Linked DNA regions of Mus musculus: region 2 is linked to region 1. A link is a contact called in public HiChIP or PLAC-seq data. All regions are on one chromosome and are shown on one strand. The core of a region is the stretch at or near the end of the contact, and the rest is flanking DNA. Distances in the headings are between cores, read along the strand shown. Region 1 holds the start of Gm40661 (a long non-coding RNA gene). Region 2 holds the start of LOC115488222 (a small nucleolar RNA gene).

Region 1 (7,915 bases), core at 2,919-5,418:
GCTTTCCTGAGATCAAGTAGCTTCTAACAATCAGATTCCTAGGCCTGCCTCTGACAGTAAAACTCTGTTATCAAGTGGTCTTTGATACAAAAAGGCTTGAATAAAGAAACGTTTACAAACCTGCCATTCCTTGGACAGCCACAGTCCTTCCTTTCTCATGGTTATTTTCCAAACCTTCCATTGAGGGGGAAAAAAAAAAAAACAGAAAAGAAAATAAAAAAACAATCAAAAAAACCCAGTTTAATTGCCCCCCCCCTTAAGACTCATATTTTAGGAACTGCAGGCATTCAAATAATCACATCTCAAAATAAAGGATCTTTTAAATACTTCAGAAAGTCCCTCTGGTAATTCTCCAACATCAGGTTTTCAGCTACATCAGTATTCTCCTTTGGTTAATTTTTGTTATGTTTTACTAAGTGTATGCATTCTACAATCCCTGTCTGAGATCAGAGTCTCAGAATTTTTTCGGTTATCTTTGGAAGCAGTTTCTTGCCCAGTCTTTAGCCTTATTTTGGTCTGAAGGGCCTCAGAGTGCAGTTTCCCACTTGACTGGTTGCTCAGAAGCAAACACACTACTTTGCTGATTGCATGCACAGCACTTGGTGAAGCAGGCTAGCCTATCTCATCCTTCCTCCTGTATGTCTAGTAATGGAGCTGAAATTAAAGATTTTGGTGTACATAACTCCAAGTTGACTAAAATTGCATTTCAGGTGATTGCTGTATAACCCAGACATATCCTTCTAATGAAAATATTGAATAACAATATTCTAGAAAGCTGTAAGAGGATGTCCTAATGATCCAAGGAGAAGAACCAGTTGTGCAAAAAAAGCAACTTAATTGAATAATCATCCTACAAGTTCTACGCCTACCAAAAGCCGGACTGCCTAGAATGTTGGTCTTCACAGAAGGAAAAAAATCCCATTTCTATGATTTCTAGGTGGTAGACATGAGAAATTTAGCTTCTAGTTTGTATTTGATTATAATTAACTTAAAAATAAATATCCATGTTCAGTCATTAGTTGCCATGATGGGGAAGTTGAATAGAGACAGAGACGTGTGCTCCCCTTTACAGAACTGGTAAAAGAGGCTTTCAGTGGGAAGAAGAATGGGGCAAAGACAAAGAGTATTTGTGTTAGTCTCACTGTGCGCAGGACACTGAACTATATACTGCATATGTGTTGTTTGGTTATATCCCCAAACAACCTGGATGAGTCATTATTCTTTCTCAATGAATAAACAGTAAAATTATTCATCAAAAGAGCTTTAAAGGACACAATGCCAGTAATAATATTGAATTACTTACTTTCACTGAGTATTTTGTAACAGACATGCTAAAGGTTTTATGAATTCACATCATTCATTTTTCATTCAGGTATAGAACCAAGCACTGCTACCAGATAGGGGCATGAAAGTTATCCAATGCCGTTTAGTATGAGATCTTAGATTGTATCCTAGATTTTTTTTTTTGAACAGTAATGACGTTTTAAATTTAGCATGGTGGCATAAAACTATAGGCTTAGCACTAGAGAGGCAGAAGTAAGAGGATCGAAGGTTCAAGGTCACCTTGGGCTCTGCGGAGGATATTGTCCCAAATAAATTTATAACCAGCCAAGCAAGCAATTAGGTAAACCTTCATGTGTACACACATATGTAATTTAAAGAAATAAATTTGTGTGTGCATGCATATATAAATATATGTGTATGATGTTTATGTATACATTATATACCTTTATTTGGAAAAATGTATTTGTTGGGAATAACGTTTTCTAAATGAAGGAACTACCTCTCTATTAAAAAGTGATAGTTGTGTACAAACATATGAGATATGAACGCTTTAATGAAGTCTCAGGAACTTATGGAAGTCATATTACATATTCATATCTATATCTTTCTAGTTTGAAATTTGGTTAATAATTAACTCTTTGTCTCTCACAGAAATTTAACACCATAGAAGGAAGTAAAAAGAGATCTGGCCTGGTCTGAATTCATTCTTCCTTGCTTAATTCTAGGTGTGGGGTGTGAAGGAAGCCCTGAGTGTGTGCAGTCCTCAGTGCATGTATATCCTTGACATCGGCATAGTATGTCACGGATCCCAAAGCCTCAGTGTGGAGGGGAACGGGCAGACTTCCCTTGTTGCCAAGGACCAGCCTCAGCATGGAGGAGGTTCTGAGAGAAGGGGCGTGTCTTAGTCAGGGTTTGTATTCTTGTACAAAACATCATGACCAAGAGGCAATTTGGGGAGGAAAGGGTTTATTCAGCTTACACTTTCACACTGCTGTTCATCACCAAAGGAGGTCAGGTCTGGGACTCACAGGGCAGGAATTTGGAGGCAGGAGCTGATACAGAGGCCACAGAGGGGTGCTGCTTGCTTCCCCTGGCTTGTTCAGCCTGCTTTTTTATAGAAACCAGGACTACCTGCCCAGGGATGGCCCCACCCATAATGGGCTTTCCCACCTTGATCACTAATTGAGAAAATGCCTTACAGCTGAATCTCAAGGAGGCATTTACTCAAGGGAGGCTCTTTTCTCTGTGATAACTCCAGCTTGTGTCAAATTGGCAAACAAAACCATCCAGTAAGTACAGGGTATCTGGGAGCAGCGAAAAGAAGGACTCAAAGTCTCAAAGTCAATTGGTGGTTCCAAGCTGACCACTGGTCTTCTGTTTGATACAACTTTTCCAGTCTGCTTTCTACGTTCTGCTTTCTCTCTGGAGATTTCTCTGTCTATATTCTGCTTGCTTGCTATTCTAAGAGATCTCTCTGTCCATGTCCTGCTTCCTTGTGTGTGTGTGTGTGTGTGTGTGTGTGTGTGTGTGTGTGCGCGTGCGCACCTGTCTCTTTGTCAGTTCTCCAAGCAGTTTTCTGTTTTTTTTCCTAAAAAGTTCTCTGAATAGCTCACCTCCTGCAGAACACAGGTCTTGTCTTTTATTTTACATTATCAACCCAGTCATTTACTCCAGGTTTACTTTAGATTATTCTATGAATCAGCATCTGGATTCAGAAGTGAAAGCAAGCAAACATTTTTTTTTTCCAAAGGCTGCAAAAGAATTCAAAGATCAGTCTTCCTTTGTTAAACACAAAGGATTAAGTAGTTGGGTGGGTCTCTTCCCTGAAATTACCATTTCTACCACACCTGGGCCTCACCTTTATGTGTCCCAGGCTGACCTTGAATTCAATCTGCCTGCCTTTGTATCTTTCTGACAAGCTGGCTCCTAGTGCAGCTGCCTTTGTTCCTTTAGATTCATGAAGCCCCTCATAATTCATATTGCATTCTTATATTTTGCATAGTTGAGAAATTATATATTTTCAAACTCCGGTATCTAGAGCTCTTTCCCATAGCCTTAAGGGTTGTCTTGAAGGTCCCAGACTTCACCATTTTGCTGAGACTTTAGCCACACCTTCACCTCCTGGTCTCCTGTTGGCTGATCATCAAGGAGTCATTAAAATTAACACAGAGGACATTTCTTGGAGGAATGTGAAATATGTAAATTATTACACAAACAAGCCTTATGCCCACAGTGCCCATCTAGATTCCAGGAGGCTTATACCGGGGCGCTGTCCTGGGGCAGGAACGATGTCACCATGTCACTTTGTCCCCACCAGGGCCATGCTGGACTCTGCACCTTGTGGTCCATGTGTGTATGCTAATACTGTGCGGAAAATGTCCACCATAGCTTTAGTCCTGCGAATATTTTCAGCCTGAAGACCGCTCCTCTACAGAGATCGCTACTACTGAGCTTAGGTAAACCTCTCTCCTCATGTCAGCTGGACACCATCAACTCTGCCTCATTACTTTTCTGTACAGAAATAAATCTATCACCTTGATCAGTTGTATGCAGTCAACTGGTTGTCTTACTGTTCTACTTTACACATGCTGTGCTTGTGGGGTATGGGGGTTTCTCAGAGAGCCTGCTCTATAGGATCCCAGCTTTCTGTTCAAACACCTGTCTTCTCTCATTTCTTCATTACCACAATCAGGTTCGTACTTGGAGTCATACACAGAAGCAGCACTTGGTCTTTGAATTTCAACAATCATAGTGTAGTGCTTGTCTCAACTAGAATATTATAAACAGAGCTCAGAAGTCAATGGTTATAGCACCCTGAACACATCTGGCCTGAAAGTTATGCAGTATTTGGCCTGGTTAGTTCCTGGGAGGTGTTTCGTTTTACCTTGAGGTCCTAAGCCCTGACTCATAGAACTGGAAAGTTTACAAGCCGATCATAAGTGCTTAATGTGTGTCTGCGTGAGCGAAAGTCTCTTCCTGTAAAATCATTTACCAAGGTCTATAAACTGGTTTCTGTGACAGTCAAGTTTCATTTTAATTACTCCCATGCTTGTTTATGCTTTGATGATATTGTTGATTTCTTAATCCACTGGGTCAGAATTTTGCATAATTTGTAATTCGCACTTCATTTCATATTTGTATGTTCTTCCTCCTAATTAAAAGAATGAACATTGAAGAAAAATACCTGGAGGTAATAATAAGAAAACATCCATGGAAACAAGGAACTTAAATGAGACTGTTTGAGGCACTAGAACAAGCAGGAAGTAAAGAATGTTAGTAATTAGCTGAGTGATAAAGTCTCTCATTGCTGCTTTGCCCATTGTCCTTTGCTACACAGGAGGAACTGCTGATAATTGGTAAGCAGCCTTTGTAGACTGCAGAGTACCTAGTTTGCATATAGTTATATACTAATACTCCAATGGGGTCTAAAAAGAACCCAAAGCTCAGATTGGGTTATTTTGACAACATAAACTTCTTACAGTTCTAGATGCTGGAAGTACCACATTATCTATGAGCAAGGACCCTTTTTGGATATGCCCATTGCAATCTTTTCCTTCTATTCTTACCTGATCATCCCTCTATGTACAACTTTTTCCTAACATCCTTTTAATAAAGGCACTAGGTGTATTGGCTTAGGGTCCCACTCTAATGCCTTTTTAAAAATCTTCATTAGCTCTCTGGGTCCACATTAAGTCATGCTCTGATATACTAAGAATTAAATCTTCAACCTAGAACTACACAAGAATACTAGCCAGACCAGAGCAGTCTATTATTACATTGTATATAATTTATATTATAAAGTACTAAGATACATAATATTATCCCCATTTTACTGACATGTAAATTCCGAGTTATAAATTGATAGCTTAGGGGCATAGAATTCAGTGAAATGAAATCAGTCATAAGTGGTGTCATCGTCATCTTCCTAAGTTTTACCTGATCCATCATCTCCCTTATATCAGAGAAAAATAATGTGTGCTTAATATCTTCTTATGCAGAACAATGATAAATATAAACTTAAATTTTATTGGTGTGTGTGTGTGTGTGTGTGTGTGTGTGAGAGAGAGAGAGAGAGAGAGAGAGAGAGAGAGAGAGAGAGAGAGAGAGAACACACGCGTAGGGATCAAGGGACGGTTTTTAAAAGTCAATCATATCCTTGCATGTTGGGTCCTGAGGGTTGAACTGAGATCATCAGCATTGGCTTCTGGCGTCTTTAATTGCTGAGCTATTCCTGGAAAACAGCCTTGCCTTTAAGATGTAAGGTGTTTGCACTTTCAATTCTATTAGGAACGTTTTTTTGTTATGCTAAAGTCATAAAAATTAATAATCAGAACACTTGTAAAAGAATAGCACATATAAAACATTAAGGTGGAAAAATTTAGATTTTCAGAGTGTTACTTAATTTATCTTCAATTCTTTCTATGAAAATCTCATTTTCATTTTTTTTTGATATATCACTTACTAGAAAATAGTTTAAAGTACAATGCTGTGGATCAAGATTATAAGTTTTCATATTCAAATTTATATCTGAACCGATGATTAGACTGCAAGAAGTCTTGTAAAAGGTTAGCCATGTGGGCTTGAGTTTGTTATAATGTATTGGGAGTCAAATAGGTGGATCTCTTGAGGCTTTCTGGATAGCCAGTGTGGCTCTAATTAGCAAACTCTAGCTCAATGGATAAACCCCCAAAAGAAACAACAACAACAACAACAAAAACCCAGGGTGGATAGCACTTATGTAATGACACCCAAGGTTGAACCCCCAGCCTCTAGACATACAGATTCACACATCTACACATCTGTGAGTATATATATATATACATATATATATATATAAAAGCACACCCAAACACAGAAGCACTGAAGCTATATTTTAACAGAAAGCGTTCTGAGGAAGGCTAGGTGTGGAAACATGATAAAGTTCAGGTATCTTTACTGACAAGGGACCAGGGTTTTATAGCCACTAGTGCCATTTGTCATTAACATTCAGAAGAGAAACCTGCAAGAGAATGGCAGCTGACAAATAGCAGATGTCTTCCGTGTGATTGATTCTGATACCTAGTGTTAAAATATCCTCATGGAAATTCACAGCATTTTAGGCAGGGGGCCAAGTGATAAGCATTAGAGCTTTGAAGGAAGATAGTAGAAATGAGGTTGGCTTTGTTTGAACTGCATATTCTTGCCAGGCAGAAAGGGCTCTCCTGTGTCTGTTTGAGTAAATTTTATGAGCAGGGCCTGTGTTGGAAGATTTTGTTCTGGGTGTGTTAAGGGTGTAGTTGAGGTAGGCAGAGCTCTGACTCAGGGATTCCAAAGAAACTGCCTTATTTCATGCCCTGTCAGCCCTCTGCAACTCTTGTTGTATATTGGCATTATTAGCAGAGTGGGGACAGCTGGCTCAGACAAACGGGTTTTTGATATGGGTGCTTGCCAGAGAGGGGATGTGCAATGACCCTCTTCCACCCTCTTGGCTTTCCCCTTGATATTGCATTGATCATTTCAAGAGCTTTCACAAACATGGGCTAGGCTGACATTTTGCAATATCTACTAGCAATTGTGAGATTTTATGGTCATGAAAGAAAACTCTCTTAAGGCAATTTATTTCCACCCATGGCCTACAAAAGTCAGTTTTATATTTGATCATTATCAACTGCCTACTTGCTTGACATCTTTCTAAATGAGGAAGCAGCAATAACATAGTTGTAAATGTATTTTAGCTTTAATATATCTTGGTTTACTTATCCCAGTTAAGTTGTTTGATGTTTTACTCATTGGTTCAATGAGAGGGTTTGCTAGAAAGGTCTTATTTGAAAACTTTTTACGTGGAGTCATATTTCCTTACAGTATAAAAAATAGGCTGGCAAGATTGCTCAGTGGATAACACATTTGCTGGGCAATGTGAGGACTAGAGTTTGGATGCCCAGCACACACAAAAGGTCTGGCTGTCTAGGCATGGTCCCCTAAATGTAATCCCAGAGCTTGAGGGGCACTGACAGGAAAGAGTAAAGCATATTGGCTAGCTTGACTTGCTTAGTAAGTGAGTGGGTGCTTTAACTAAAGATGCTGACTCGGGAAAAAATTTGGAGAGGCGTATAGACAACACACAACATTAACTCTGGCCTTCATATGCATTCATTTGTGTTCACACACATACAAATGCATAAGCATATAACATGATGCATACATATATGCAAAAGAACTATAAATATTCCTGTATACTTAAATCATTAATTATAACAAAAAATCCCCTCAATTACCACTGTTAACAACATTCAATGTACCATATGTTGTACTACATAGTTTGTATACATTACCCTTTGATTGCTATGACAACTCACTGGTATTGATGGTATGAATTGCATTTTCAGTTTTACCAACCCTGAAATTAAGTTTCCTGAGAAGTAAATTTCTATATCTGTGCATATCAAGAGATATAATTCTAAGCCTAAGTTGCTTTACAACAATGCAACCCATACTCCAATTTTTTATGAGCTTTGCTTCTACCATGTATCTCAGACAGACAGGAAGGCATGGCTAGCTTTCTTGCCATAGTTACTTGGCAACAAGCCCAGCATTAGTGTTATTTGTGAATTTGAATTTATTCAGCATAAGGCATGATAATAGGCTTTGAAAT
Region 2 (7,915 bases), core at 2,022-4,521, 180 kb before region 1:
ACACCACAGAATGGGGTCAATACCGTAAAACAGTGATTTTATTTTTGTAGTTAGAGACTATTACATGAGTAGAGAGCTACTAATGTGTTGAGCTATCTAGCATTGCCACATTATTGGCACTTAGGAAGTGTGGAGGGTACAAGAGTACTAGCTGTATAAAACATTTCATATTTTTGGTGCAGTGCCTTAAGCAGTTTGCGTAGATGATACAATTCATCTTCTCAAGCATTCTGGGTGTTCAATATATTATTCTAATTTTTTAGGTGAGATACTAAAAAATTCAGAGAGGAATTCTACATGTGCATCTCCTTACACTTGACAGGGATGATACTTGGTTTTCTTTGGAAGCCTTGATATAGGTATAGATGGTCTAGACCTTTGGACTTTTATGTAACCTAAGTCCATCCATATAATCCTTACCTGGAAGCTCTGTGATTTGATTCCAAGTTCTGAATCCACAGTTTATGAAATCCCAATTGAGAGGAAAATTCCTTCTTGGGAAGCAGTCCAGCATGGTGAGAAGGCATGAGCTGGAGTTTCCCATCTGTGTTTTATTACTGATTTTCCATTCTACACTGAGTGGTTTGGGGCAAGCATTTTACCCTCTTGACAGCCTCCATTCTTTCTCATTCATTATATAAAAGTAGTGTTGGTTTGTCCCTTCAAGGATCAAAATGGGGATGATCGATTATATTGACAATAATTGTCATATACTAACTGCTCAATAAATTAAGCTCTTAAAGGCATATTTTTGAAACTATATTGTCTTCTTGGGCCACCATTTTAACAGTATTCTCTCCTAAAATAAAATTGATGCAGATTAGTATTTTCACTTATTTACATTGCACCAACTAACCACTGTTGAGGTTTGTTTGCTTTCCATATAAAACCAAGACCCACGTCAGAGTCACGCTTTTGCTATAGGGTACTTGTTATCATCCACAATTATTTACCTGTTCTAAAATTCTGTTGATTCTGTTGGAAAATTATCTTGGAAGTACTCCAATATTTTCAAGTTTTACCAAAACCCAAGATTACAGAGAGAATAAAGATGGGAATGTTAGCAAACTCTCCACTACAAACGGTTTTAAAACTTAAAGGGTAGGAAGAAAAATGCAACTGGATCAGCATCACACACTTCAGCCCCAGGTTACCTGGCTTCATTGCTTCTGGGACTTTGTTGGACAGAACATCTTAGAAAATTATCTCATGACAACCAGAAAAGAAAGGGATTGGGAGAGGGATATAGAGAAGGAAAGGCAGAGAAGCAGGCAAGATATACCCATCCAGGCTATGCACCAGTAATACTTTTCTTCCAACTAGGTTCTATCTTCTATAGTTTCTATCATCACCAATAGTTTACTAAATTATATTTGACATTAGTCACAAGACCAAGAATGCATGCCCATTAAGTTATGAGTCCATAAATGGATTAATCTATCCATGATGGAAGACCCCTCACAATAAGATCACATTCCCAAAGGCCCACCCCTAAGCACTGTTGCTTTGAGGATCAACACATCAGCTTTCAGTGGACATTTAAAACTCTTTTGCCCTGTTTCTCACTTCTAAGGGGCAAGAACATAATATGTCCTATATATTGACCTTTTTCCACTTTCCAAGACTAGCTATCAACTATCTCCATCTGCCATCTAACAACTAGAAAGCAAAATGAAGCAGAATTCCATGTTCTATGTCTCATGGGTATAGAATAATGAAATAACTGTTATTTTATAGTACTTCCAGTCCATGTGTGGATCCATCTCCTGAAATTATCTGTTGAGTTTCTTTCCAGCAGGAGACTAAAAGACTAAGGAATCATTCTGTACATTGTATCTTTTTAGATCCAGTGCATTATTCTTTAACAATGCTTTGTTAAGAAGCTACATTGTGGTGAGAGGCGTGAATAAGCTTATTATACTACCTGTTCCTCTGTCAGAAATCTTGAGCATGGTTCCTTGAACCCACAATCCCTTGGAGATCCCATAACTACCTGACACTTTAGCTCCAGGGGACCTAAACTCCTATTCTGATTTGTGAAGTTGTCTGTACACACACACACACACACACACACACACACACACACACACAAAACCACTCACGTTAACAAAAAAAGAAAGAATATGCTTTGCTGTCTTTTAAAACAAGTTTAGAAATGCTAAAAATAAGGTATGAAATGAATTTTCAAAAATATGGTTTTGGGGTGTAGCTTCCCCAGCACCACTCCCACAGGGTGGCATGGGGTACACTTGTCATCTCAGCAATAGACAGGAAGATCAGCACTTCAAGGTCAATCCTGACTACACACTAGGTTAGAAGCCAGCTTAGACTGTTTTGAAGGGAAAGGAGGGGGAAAGGGACAGAACTGTTGGTACTCTGTCTGGACTCCACCCCCACAGCTACCAGCCAGGTAGGCCTGGCCCACTATAAAAGGGGCTGCTTGCCCCCTCCTCTTTCTCGAGTCTCTCTTACTTTTAGTCTCTCACTCTTGCTTCTCTCCCCATTCCCTTCCCCCCCTGCCCCCTCCCCCTCCATGGTCATGGGTGGCCTCTACTTCTCTACTCTCTTTTTCTCTCTGCTTTTCTCTGGCTCTACTACCCTCTTAACTCCCCTCCCCATATTCTGAATAAACTCTATTCAATACCATACTGTCATGGGGCTGGTCCATCAGGGGGAAGGGATGCCTTGGCATGGGCCTGACATGGCCCTAGGGATGTTTTGGTAAGGCCTGGATGCTTCTTACTGGACCTGTTCTTTCTGACCTATTCTCAGATGGCTCCACATGGCCCGGACAACAGGGAAACAGCCAACTCTCCTAAGACTAGACATACATCCTCCTTACCCATCCCTCTAGGTTCCCCAGAGACACATCCCTCCAACATCAGCGTGAAGCAGCTAGATATTACAACAACCCTATCCCTGCTTCGTCATCACCACTTTCTAGTTCTTTCTTTTTTTAATTAAACCAAAATGGGTGAATGTTGGAACTCTGTCTGAACTCTACCCACACAGTTATATGCTCCTCCCCACAGTTACCTGGCAACACTCAGGTAGGCCTGGCCCACTATAAGAGAGGCTGCTTGCCCTCTCCTCGCTCTCTTACTCCCTTGTTCTCTTACTCTTTTGCCTCTTGCCCCCTCTTTCCCTATTCCCTTACCCCCTCTCTTCATGTGGTCTTGGCCGGCCTCTGCTTCTCTACTCTCCTTGTCTCTGCCTTTCTCTGCCTCTGCTACTCTATTTACTCCCCTCCCCATGCCCTGAATAAACTCTGTTCCATGCTATACCGTCCATGTGGCTGGTCGGTCCCTCAGGAGGAAGGGATGCCTTTGGCATGGGCCCACAGAGGCATCCCCTTCCCCCACACCCTGATAGAACATATATTAATACACTTTCTCTTTTTATGATCACAACAAAATATTGAGGTAACATTGTCTGCTATTTTTATACATAGTGATCTTTGGAAAACTACAACTTTTATTCCTAACTTTCAATCTCAAGCTAACTTAGCAGGATACTATGTGATCTACACATAGTCCTTGAATGAATTTGTCTCAGAATGCATGCCTAGCTTCTGAGTAGCATGCTTAATTCACACTTGTATAAATTCTGTCCTAATGATGTTGGTTTCTCCTTTGAAACGCTGTTCTTTCCCTTGACTTCTAAACATTTAGTTACATTTCCAATGAGAGAAAATCCTGGAAATAGCAGCATTGTTTGTCTTTCTTTCTCACTAACCTCCCTGGGCTTTTCAGAAATCCCTCTGCCTCATTCTAAACAGGAAGTTTCAGCAGGCAGTTGTACAAATGGCACTGTATTATGTGGGATGTCACCTATTGTTATTGGAACAAAGGTATCCTGAAATAAGGACAAAGACTTCAAATCCGCTATAGTCTGGGACCCTTCAGTAGCCTCTCATTGTATCTGGGGAGTGATTGAGTGAACTGGGTCACTCTGAGAATATACTTAAGCTTTGGAAGCTTGGCTATTATCAGGCTGCCAGAATGGAGTTTCACACAGAATATGTAAATGACATTTGTAGTAACCCTGCTTACCAATCTGCATTGCATACATGTGCAGCAGGAACTTTCTGAATACATATGTTTATCTGTATCTGTACGCACACATTAGTAAATAGGTATAGGGAACAGCGTGTAACTTAATCCTCTGATGTTTTGTTTTTGAGACTGGGTTTTATAATGTCATTCAGAATGGCCTCAAGTGCATAGAGATCCTCCTACGTTTGCCTACGAAGTGCTAGGATTACAGGTGTGTGCTACCACTCCTGGTCATAACTCAATTCTTCTCAGGAGTTCTAGAAAAAGAAACCTATGTATTAATCAAATATATTACTAAATTTTCTCTTTTGAAATGCTGTTTATAAATTCATGCTTCTCCAACTTTTAAGATCTAAATATGCAAAAGTATATATATATATACACATATGTATGTACATATATAATATTATAAAGAAATTCTTTGCTATGCTAGATTAACAAGCATTATCAAAAGATAAGCTGTTTAAAGACTCCCACTTAGCTGCAAGCAGTTTCACAGATGGCTTCTCATCTCAAAGAATTCTGAGTGCAAGAAAGTGTTTTTAAAGTGAAATGTAGCCGCATCTCCTGACATTGCCTGGAGCGATTCTCTACTTTGTTTTAATAATGATTACTAAATCACTTCCTTATTACTACCTGAGACCATTATACAACAAAATTAATGTCCTGCTTATAAGGTCTCTTCCTTTTTTTTTTTTTTGTCTTGTTGGATATTTTTCTGTACAATGAGTCATTTTAGATATAAATATCCCCGTCTAAAGCTGTCTTATCCTCCTTGGAATCTGGGTCGTATGCACATGTCCATGTGTTCAATCATCTGTTGGGGTTATTGAGCCATGGTTGATGTATGAAATGGCCCAACAATATTTATAGATAATTTAATCCTAATGATTTTAACCAACCCTGCCATATATATATATATATATATATATATATATATATATATATATATACCTGTGTGCGTGCAAGCTCTTTCATATCTCTTATCTAGGTAAGACCTTGCTTTCCTCTATTAACATAACCCCTACATTCTCCTTTTCTGACTGCACTTGCCTATTTGTTAGCTTCTGGTGAGAGCTTTTAGCTTTGTCCACAGCCTTTTGCACCAAGAGGTTCGTAGGAGCTCCCAAATAGACCTTACCTTCTGGGATTGTACTTTACAAACCTTCACTTGAAATAGGTTGAAAGTTTTTCCCTTCTATATGGAACAAACTCCTGTTTCTGTGAGGCTAAAGTGCTACTCAGTGTTGGCATCAACCTGGGCATGGTGGGACATACCTGTAAGCCCATCTGTCTGGTGCTAAAGGCTAGGAGGTCAGTCTCTGAGCTTCTGTGTCATTGTCAGTTCCAGGGTAAGTAGGAGGCCAAGTTGGGATGCATGAGATCCTGTCTCAAAACAATAATGTGACGTGAACACAACAGCAGCAAGCACCAAACAAACAAAACATCACAGAACCAACCACCCAAAGAAACAGACAACAAAACCTCACACATTATTCTGAATGTCACAGTATCCATGGGTCTAGATGACACCAATGACTTATAGAACATGATAGTTCCACACAACAAATATGGAGATCCCATGCTAATTTTTTTTTTAGTTAAGAAAAGAAAACTCTCTAGAATTTCAGTCTAATTAAAAAAATTAATGCTTTAAAATGCACATTGACTTCTTGACAAATCAATGTGTTTCTGGCATTTTAATTAAACTGTGTAATGATTTAATTAGAAGACCCCTCCCACCCACACAAGAACTCAAAGATATTTCAGAAAACAGGGCACTGGTTTCCTGTGTGCGTGAATTTAAGAAGTGGTAAATGGATAAGAGTCCTTTTTGCATGACTGATATTGACCTTCTGTGAAAATTGCCTGTAGTTTTTGTTATTATGTGATTTATACAACATGCTGTTTCATAAAAAAAAATCACAGGGTGCTAATTGGGGGTCTTGGAGCTATGTGATAGAAATGCAACTTAATCTAGAATAGATCAAAAAGAGAAGCATTTGGGCTTTGTAATGTGGTTACTCTAGTAGTGGGCCTTTCTCTGAGTCAAAGAGCTAGCTGTAGAGGGTCAGCCATGTTACTGGAATTTAATCTGTATGAATCACAGAATGTTAATCCATATAACACTGACTAAATGTATTAAGTGTGATTTCTTCATCAGTTTAAAAGGACTATTGCTTTATGCTTCCAGAGCCTCAGGCAAAGATATTTCATACTTTCTTGCCAGTTCTGACCACTTGCAGGGCTAATATTTCTTCACCGTGGGTCATAGGTGGATTTATAGATATTTAACTATGGAGAGATGGATAGGACACTTGTGACTGGCCATCATGACTCACAAGTGTATCCTTATATTTACACAAAGCTGCTTCCCATTTTTACTGAAACAAGTAGAAGATGATCAGGCCCCAGAAGTTGAGAAGTTGTTATTTTTAAAGGTCATGGGAAATTAGTATCCATCTTAGTGCTGTTATTTGTTTATAGGAGATGTTTGAAATCATTATTCTGAGACGTGACATGGCATGGTGTCAGTTTGTATAGACCCTGTCCCTGATATCATCATGCTTTGCTTGCTTATTCAGGATTTCGTGAGAACACAGCCATTGCAGACTCTTTTACTTGTATCTAAATAGGAAAAAGGGAAGTTGAATGCATTGGCCAAGACCCAGAAGAGCAAACAAAGTCATCCCTAGCGGATGCTTGAGGAACGTATAGAAAGGAAGTAACTGAGGGAGTATATTCCTTCTACTTAGCACATTGGACTCAGGCCTACAGTTATTCTCTGATAAGTTGTACTATACTCAAGTAAATACTTAGTCTCTCTTTTCTTCATGTTTTCCTTCTTATAGTCTATTTTTGATCTTTAGCTATTAATGAGAAATTGTCAACCAACTTTCTTCAAGAAATTCACTTTCCTGTGCTTCTTCAAAGTGTTAGCCTTTAGGAGCATGCCCCCTCTAACTCCATTGACTTTACCCTCCTCACTGTGTTCCTTTTTCTCCTCAAGCAGAGAAACAAAGCAGACAAACTAGATTCCATCAAGATAGGATTGCGCCTCTAACAGGACCCAGCTCATGCATGAGAAAAAGACAAAATTACTCATGAAAAAAAATCAGTGCCCTGTGGGTAGGAGGGCAGGTCCATGGGCATTTTTCTCACCTGCACAGTGTGGCATGGTAGAACACAGGTCTCTGTCTTCCTCCTCCCATGCTGTGCTGCTGCCTGGATTTGATCTGATTTGATTTTATGTGTCCTAGTCATAAAAGAGCTCTGGCCACCAAGCCAGGCATCAATCTAGGATGAACAAAGATCGGATGTCTGCTCTGCCCTGACTGATAGAAGAACATCACTGCCAACAAGATATCTCTTTGCCCATTGCCAGGTGCGATGATTGTGTGCATCTACCAAGGCTAATTTATTAATAAACTTTCTTTCTGTGGGGCAAAGACTTTGAAGTCCCAAAGTTATTATTGGTATTTAGGTTCTTGGCTCTTGTTTATGGTCAAATAATTACAGACTCGTTACTGCTAGGATTACATATTCATGCTGTTATATCTGGCCATAGCTCTATGCTGAGGTGTTAGAAAGAGAAAAATATGTATTAATATGTATCTTTTGAAATGAATCTTACAAATAAACTTGTAACATCTTCATCTGCAAAACACTGTGTATATAAAATACATGACATTATTCAGAAATACACTCTTATTGTCATATATTAAACTATAATATTGTGAATGCATAAGATTTTCTCAGTGGCATGGCCTAAAAGCCAAATAAAAACAGGCTATGTATTTCATTTTAATGTGAAATTGGCTGGGGTAAATTGATCTTTATGGTTTCCTCTTTCTGTTGAA

What was found. HiChIP or PLAC-seq counts read pairs in DNA pulled down with a chosen protein or histone mark.
Region 2: an H3K27ac HiChIP or PLAC-seq map of embryonic stem cells shows a contact between it and region 1, with 5 read pairs. The contact joins two enhancer-like sites.

The regions. Positions count from the first base shown.
Region 1 is chr13:5,545,649-5,553,563 of GRCm38.p6, reverse strand. Gm40661 (a long non-coding RNA gene) reads right to left here and starts at 175. Exons shown (of 3, transcript XR_873110.2): 1 at 121-175. Within about 2 kb of position 4,168, at least 39 of the 459 cell types and tissues checked have an H3K27ac peak or open chromatin away from gene starts, as enhancers often do. A contact at or near this core is called in embryonic stem cells, where this site is marked.
Region 2 is chr13:5,725,002-5,732,916 of GRCm38.p6, reverse strand. It overlaps LOC115488222 (a small nucleolar RNA gene), which reads right to left and starts at 7,445; the gene lies at 7,303-7,445. Within about 2 kb of position 3,271, at least 27 of the 459 cell types and tissues checked have an H3K27ac peak or open chromatin away from gene starts, as enhancers often do. A contact at or near this core is called in embryonic stem cells, where this site is marked.